2 separate regions of the Sus scrofa genome follow, and region 2 is linked to region 1. The links are chromatin contacts, called in public Hi-C maps. All regions are on one chromosome and are shown on one strand. Each heading gives the region's core, a stretch centred on a gene start, on an enhancer-like site or on the middle of the called end of the contact. The rest is flanking DNA. Distances are from core to core; before and after follow the strand shown. Region 1 holds the start of ACADS (acyl-CoA dehydrogenase, C-2 to C-3 short chain). Region 2 overlaps ACACB (acetyl-CoA carboxylase beta).

Region 1 (3,235 bases), core at 425-2,924:
AATTGCTGGGTCCCTGGACCCCACTCCTGCTTAGGGTTCCTCGACTGGAGGAGTCTCAGTGCCTCTGTCACTGTCATCAGTCATCCTAGGACCGAAGGCAGATCCCATCATAGGCTGCTGAGGTTGGAACTCTCACCTGAGCCTCCGGGAAGCGATGTTCCTTGTCCACCTGGGCTGCAATGGGAACCAGCTCCTTCTCGGCAAAATCCCGGCATGTCTGACGCAGCATCTGGTATGTCTCAGGCAGTTCCACAGACTGGAAGATGGTATGCAAGCGACGACAGTCCCGAGGCCAGAGAGCTGCCAGTGAGAAGAACAGGAGTCAGTGGAAGGGGGACCCAAGAGGTCTTGTGTAATAATAATAATAACAAGAGTTCCCACTGTGGATCCTCTGACTAGTGTCCATGAGAATCCGGGTTCGATCCCTGGCCTCACTCAGTGGGTTAAGGTTCCGGTGTTGCCATGAGCTGAGGTGTAGGTCGCAGAGAAGGCTCAGATCCCCCGTTGCTGTGGCTGTGGCTGTGGCCAGCAGCTGCAGCTCCAATTTGACTCCTAGCCTGGGAACTTCCATGTGCCACAAGTGTGGCTCTAAAAACACAAATAATAATAAGGATCCACTAACTGGGTGGTTCTCCAACACAGACGATATTCTCCCCCAATAGCAGAGTAGAATGCTATTGGTATGGAGTGTCTAGAGGCCAGAAACACTGCTTAACACTGTACAGGACAGATACTACAACAAAGAATTATGGGCTCCAAATATCAATAGCACTGCTGTTGAGAAATGAACTGAATGTTTACTCTGCTTACTAAACACTTTGTACAACCATCCGACTCAGTTGTCAATACAACACCAATAATAAGAGCACAGCTCTGTGACCTGAGGCAAGGATCTTAACCTCACTGAGCCTGGGTTTTTCTAAAATGCAGAAGAAAACAGCATTCAGCTCCTGGGCTGGGAGGGCAAAGAGTCACTAACTATAGCACTCAGCACAGGCTCTGGCAGAGACAGCTCTCAATGAGGGTTCCCTTTATTGTTTGTATTTGGGGTAAGTGGGTCTTGACCAGGCTAAGGAAGCCCTGGCCACAAGTGTCACTGCTGCCACTGCTGGAGAGAAATGAAAATATGGGAAAGGTACTGCATGAAATCATCAACGAGCGCTAATACTTACTGAGCACCTGTAATATGCCAGCACTGTACTAGTGTTTTACCTACTCTGGGATTTAATCCTTATAACAGCCCTATGAGAATAACAGTAATACACTGGCCATTTTAGACATGGGGCAGCTGAGGCTGACAGGGGCTGAGCGTCTGCCAAAGGTCACATATTCAGAGTCTGGGTTCAATTCCAGGCCTGGCTTCTAAAGAAGGGCGCACCTTCAAGCTCCGCGGAGGGTCAACGAGGGAAAGGGGATGTGGATGCAGCGGTGGGAATTGGGATAGCGGTCAGAGAAGGGGTGAGGTTACGCAGGCGCGAGGAGCAGCCTAACTGGGGCAAAGGCCGCGCGCAACCAGAGGAGAATCACCCGCAGGCCGCAGGGGAGAACAGATCGCCGGGACGCAAGCCCGACGGCGGACAGGGTCGCGGTCCCTCCCCACTGTGTGGAGGCGGATTGCACTCACCTCCGCGGACAGGGCCGCAGGCTCGGGCGAGCAGCGCGGCAGCCATGAAGGACTGAGACCGGAGTCAGGTGACAATACTGCACTGCTACCCGGAGACCTCTCAACAGTGAGCAAGGTTCCGGGTCGCGGGGGGCGGGGCCGGCGCGAGCCAAAGGCCACGCCCCTCAGGCATCGGGGGCGGGTCCTCCCGAGTCCCGCCTCCCTCCCAGGAGCTAAAATTTAACTGTCCCGCTTTCGGAGTGCACTCAGGATTTTTAAACTCTTCGAGGGTGGGCTGATCTCTCCTAAAATCCAGTTTAGCTGAGTGAGATGCCCTCTGGGGCCTATGCCCTCTACTTCCCCGACTCCGCGCCCACCACGCACTTGCTATCCTTGCTCCAACCTCACGCAGTAAAAATGTCTGTAAAGCCCCAGGCTAGCATTATGGTTCGGCTATGTAGGCGTTCATAGTTAGTGTTTGCGAGGCAGAATATCATAGAGGATGTTAAGCCGTGGCCAGTTATTAGAGCTGTTGCTCCTATAAAGCTTCATGGGGTTTGGATTAGGATTGCTGCAATTACAAGTGCTATATGACTTAACTGATGAGAAAGCGACTAGGGATTTCAAGTCGGTTTGGTGTAAGCAGGTTGAGCTGGTTATGATTATGCCTCAAAGGGAGAGTATTAAAAATGGTAGGCTGGAGTTCCCATCGTGGCACAGTGATTAACGAATCCGACTAGGAACCATGAGGTTGCAGGTTCGATCCCTGGTCTTGCTCAGTGGGTTAAGGATCTGGGATTGCCATGAGCTGTGGTATAGGTTGCAGACGCAGCTCAGATCCTGTGTTGCTGTGGCTCTGGCATAGGCTGGCGGCTACAGCTCCGATTAGACCCCTAGCCTGGGACCTCCATATGCCGCAGGAGTGGCCCAAGAAATGGCAAAAAGACAATAAAAAAAAAAAAAAAAAGGTAGGCTATAAAGTTTGTTAGTGGGTTAAGAATGGTGGTTACCTGCAGTATGTAGTAGCCTCCCAGTTTTAGCAGGACAGCTGCAGGTACTATTGAGCCTACTCATGGGGCAGCTCCAGCACCTCTGTCAGGTTCCTGCCTCTGGCCTTTTGCAGTCATCCTTCCCTCAGCTAGAGCGCTCCTTCCCTTCATCACTCACTGAGACCTCCCCTGACTTCGGGATGCCAGTGTTTCCTCCCACACACTCTCCATCCCATTATTGTATTTATTCCTGGTAGGTAGCACCCGAAATCTTATCAAATCCCCGCCTATTCTTGTGCCAAGAGGTTGCAAGGGAGTTGGGTTGCTGGGAGGAAGATTTCTTTCCCTCAAAGGGCATGAAGGTAGGGTGGCACTGCTGCTTCCCTGTCCTGGTATGGTCTCACTCCTACCTGTGGGGCAGAGGCCCCTCGGGAACAGGGGTCACTGTGCTCTTGTGCCCTGCCTTTGGTCCTTAGCATCCACCATGGACATCTTCACCCTGCCCAAGAAACTGGCAATTTCACTTGTCCAGCAAAGGTTTCCATTGTCACAGGTATAAGTCAGACTTCCAAGGCTCCCGGGCATGACCCATGTGCACCCAGGCATCCATACATCCCTCCAGCTGCCTTTTCTTCCCCCACAA
Region 2 (3,235 bases), core at 474-2,973, 1.1 Mb before region 1:
GCAAATTCTGTTTGAGATTTCCTGCCCACGCCTCCCCTGGCAACTTGGTAAACTCCTATTCAGCCTTCAAAGGCCCAGAGAAAATGCTCCTCTTAGCTCTCCTTCCCAGCCATCCTCACCCCTGGAAGTAGTTCTCTCTGAACTGCTTTCCAGATGTGGCTTTTCCTGATGCTGGGATTCTAGCAGCTAAATCTTGATTTGAGAAAGCTCATTTCTTTCTCTGGGCAGATCCCGCCTGTCTCCCTTGAAGCCATTCCCAGGAGGAACACCCCAAGGCTAGGGAAGTAGTTTTGTTCTTTATGTCTTGGTTGCATTTTAGTTCCTTAGGGGAGTGGATGCAGCAGAGATTTAAAAACAAACCTGGAGTTCCCGTCATGGCTCAGTGGTTAACGAATACGACTATGAACCATGAGGTTGCAGATTTGATCCCTGGCCTTGCTCCGTGGGTTAAGGATCTGGCGTTGCTATGGGCTGTGGTGTGGGTTGCAGACGTGGCTCGGATCCTGCGTTGCTGTGGCTCTGGCGTAGGCCGGTGGCTACAGCTCCAATTCGACCCCTAGCCTGGGAATCTCCATATGTGGTGGCGGCAGCCCAAGAAATGGCAAAAATACAATAAATAAATAAATAAATAAATAAAAACCTGTAGCTCAAAGAAACCAGGCCGTCCGTCCTGACAGTCACTTCTCGGGTCTGCTGACTTAGGATCTTGCTCAGGCCTCATGGAGGGAAATTCTGCACACAGAGTGGGAGGGCACGATGATAAGGAGTGTGGGCTTTAAAGTGAGGCCACTGGATCCCAAAACTGTGAATTGGGGGAGTGATGGAGCCTATGAAAGTGGAGGAAGGGAGTTCCATCGTGGCTCAGTGGTTAACGAATCTGACTAGGAACCGTGAGGTTGTGGGTTTGATCCCTGACCTTGCTCAGTGGGTTAAGGATCCGGCATTGCCATCAGCTGTGGTGTAGGTCTCAGACGTGGCTCGGATCCTATGTTGTTGTGGCTATGGTGTACACCGGTAGCTACAGCTCCAATTAGACCCCCTAGCCTGGGAACCTCCATATGCCATGGCAGCGGCCCCAGAAAAGGTTAAAAAAAAAAAAGTGGAGGAAGAAGTGGTACCTTTTGCAGAGGGCTACAGGGAGAAGTTGATCATGTGTGTGAAGCTCTTAGCACAGTGGCTGTGTCTTATATTTGCAGATGACAGATTAAGAGTGTGCTGTACACCTGACTCGGGAGAAAACTCATTGGTATCTGGCATGGGCTGGTCCAGGCTCCTCCCCCATGGCATGGTGCATCATACCAGCCTCTGGCTGAAAGGTGACACTCCCCGGGCCCACTTCCCTTAGTCACCCTGTGGGTGCCTGTCAGACTACACGAGAATGGAGCTGGTGGCCCCATCTGCAGTGACCGTAAGTGGCAGCGAGTGCTCGGGGTTCATCTGGGTGGGAGGAAAAATCCAGTGTACAACAGGGTGGCTGGTATTCCCGCTGACATTCTGTCCTCTCTGTCCTTCAAAAGGCCAGCCAGGTATGGAGGCCGTGTTGAGGGGTTGGGGCTGGAAAACAAACTCATGACCCCTCCCTCCCTCTCCAGCCCTTGCTTGGCGGCCAGCCAGCACCTGCTGGAAGCGAGTGGTTTCCTGCCTTCGTTATGACCAGGGCCACGACTGCCCTGGCACCAGGCAGCTGTTGCTTGAGTTTGGTTTGCAAGAAATAAAAATAGCTTTGGCCCTCGCTGGGTTTTCGGGTCAGCTGGGTTGTTTCAGTGAAGGGCAGCCGCTCGGCACAGCATGTCCGCAAGGGTTCATTGGAAGGACTCCAGGGGTTGTGGACTTGAACAACATGCACCGATGTTGGAGGCTTGCCAGATATGCATGTATACAAGCCATAGTGAGCCAAAGAAACTAGATGGCACTTGAAGAATAACGCTAATCTAGGCTTACAAAATATATAAGACTTTCCCAGACCTCTGGGGGAAGGGGAGTGAGACGGGAAATGTACATCATATGAGTGGCTGCTTGAAAGCAAGTTGCCAAATACTCCAGATGTCATTGACGGAAAGACATTGATATTCTTGTTCTCATGACCAGAACCCTAAGGGAGTTGGAGGAAAGGGCGTAAGAGCCTTAAGCCTAAACAATATAAAATTTCTCTGGAGGGTTAATCATTTATAGCATCAATAAATACAAAGGGTCTGTGCCTTGCATGTCTATAGCCTTGATCAGTAACATTGTAAATGCCATATGTGATTCTGTACGTATAAGGAAGTAGAAAATAGCAAATAAGAATCATGACTTGGCTCAGAGAGTTGCTGTTGCCTCTCGAAGGCGGTAGCCCCCTGATCCCCACTCTATTTCTTTGTCTCTTCTTAAATCTGCGGCACCGCTGACTTTGGGACCTGGGTTGATGAGCAGGTCTCATCACACCGAGCTCCTTCTAGACTGTATGCACGTCTGGCGCAGTTAAGTACACTTGGCCCTGTAGCTCCCCTGGTCCAGGTACACAGCCAGGTGTTGCTTGTAGCAACATGGTAACACCCTCCGCTTCATGGAATTTATTTATATCCACTCTTGGTGGCGGGACAGTGGAAAAGGAATGAGCGTTGGGCTTGGATTTGAGCAAAGGCAAGGAACCAAGCTTCTTTGAGCTGCAGTTTACCAAACTGTAAAATGGTACTGAAAACAAGACCACTGCAATCGTAACATCCATTAAGTTGTTCTGAGGATTGGAAGCTGGAAGGCAGTGCACTTGCTTGATGGTTTCTGTAGATGTAAATGCTATAAAGGTTTTGTGTGTGTGTGGAAATGGATGGTTTTCAGTTTATTTTATAGTTTATCTTGGAGTAGAGTTGATTTGCAATGTTGTGTTAGTTTCAGGTGTATAGCAATGTGATTCAGTTATATATATGTGTGTGTGTGTGTACTGATTCTTTTTCAGATTCTTTTCCCATAAAGTCTACTCCAGAATGTTGAGTTCCCTGTATTATGCAATAGGTCCTGTTGTCTATTTTGTATACAGTAGTGTGCATATATTAATCCCACACTCTTAATTTATCCCTTTCTCCCGCCTTTCCCTTTGTAACCATAGTTTTGTTTTCTGAGTCTCTGAATCTGTTTCTGTTTTGTAAACAAGTTCCTTTGTATCTTTTTTTAGATTCCACATATAAGTGATATCATATGATATTTGTCTCTGTCTGATCTACTTCGCTTAGTATGATGATCTCTAGGTCCATCCATG

Evidence for each region. A called contact is a pair of places that touch in the nucleus more often than the background predicts.
Region 2: a Hi-C map of skeletal muscle shows a contact between it and region 1, with 15 times the contacts expected there. The contact joins the enhancer-like site here to the promoter of ACADS in region 1. A contact is called at or near these places in 6 of 47 Hi-C or Micro-C datasets (alveolar macrophages, mesenteric adipose tissue, psoas muscle and 1 more).

The regions. Positions count from the first base shown.
Region 1 is chr14:40,641,354-40,644,588 of Sscrofa11.1, reverse strand. ACADS (acyl-CoA dehydrogenase, C-2 to C-3 short chain) reads right to left here and starts at 1,674. Exons shown (of 10, transcript NM_213898.1): 1 at 1,625-1,674; 2 at 137-300. The coding sequence starts at 1,670.
Region 2 is chr14:41,727,164-41,730,398 of Sscrofa11.1, reverse strand. ACACB (acetyl-CoA carboxylase beta) reads left to right here. Exons shown (of 57, transcript NM_001206399.1): 2 at 1,197-1,408. Among named protein-coding and RNA genes, the nearest start is that of ACACB, 11 kb to the left of the region's middle. Within about 2 kb of position 1,723, at least 16 of the 83 cell types and tissues checked have an H3K27ac peak or open chromatin away from gene starts, as enhancers often do. A contact at or near this core is called in skeletal muscle, where this site is marked.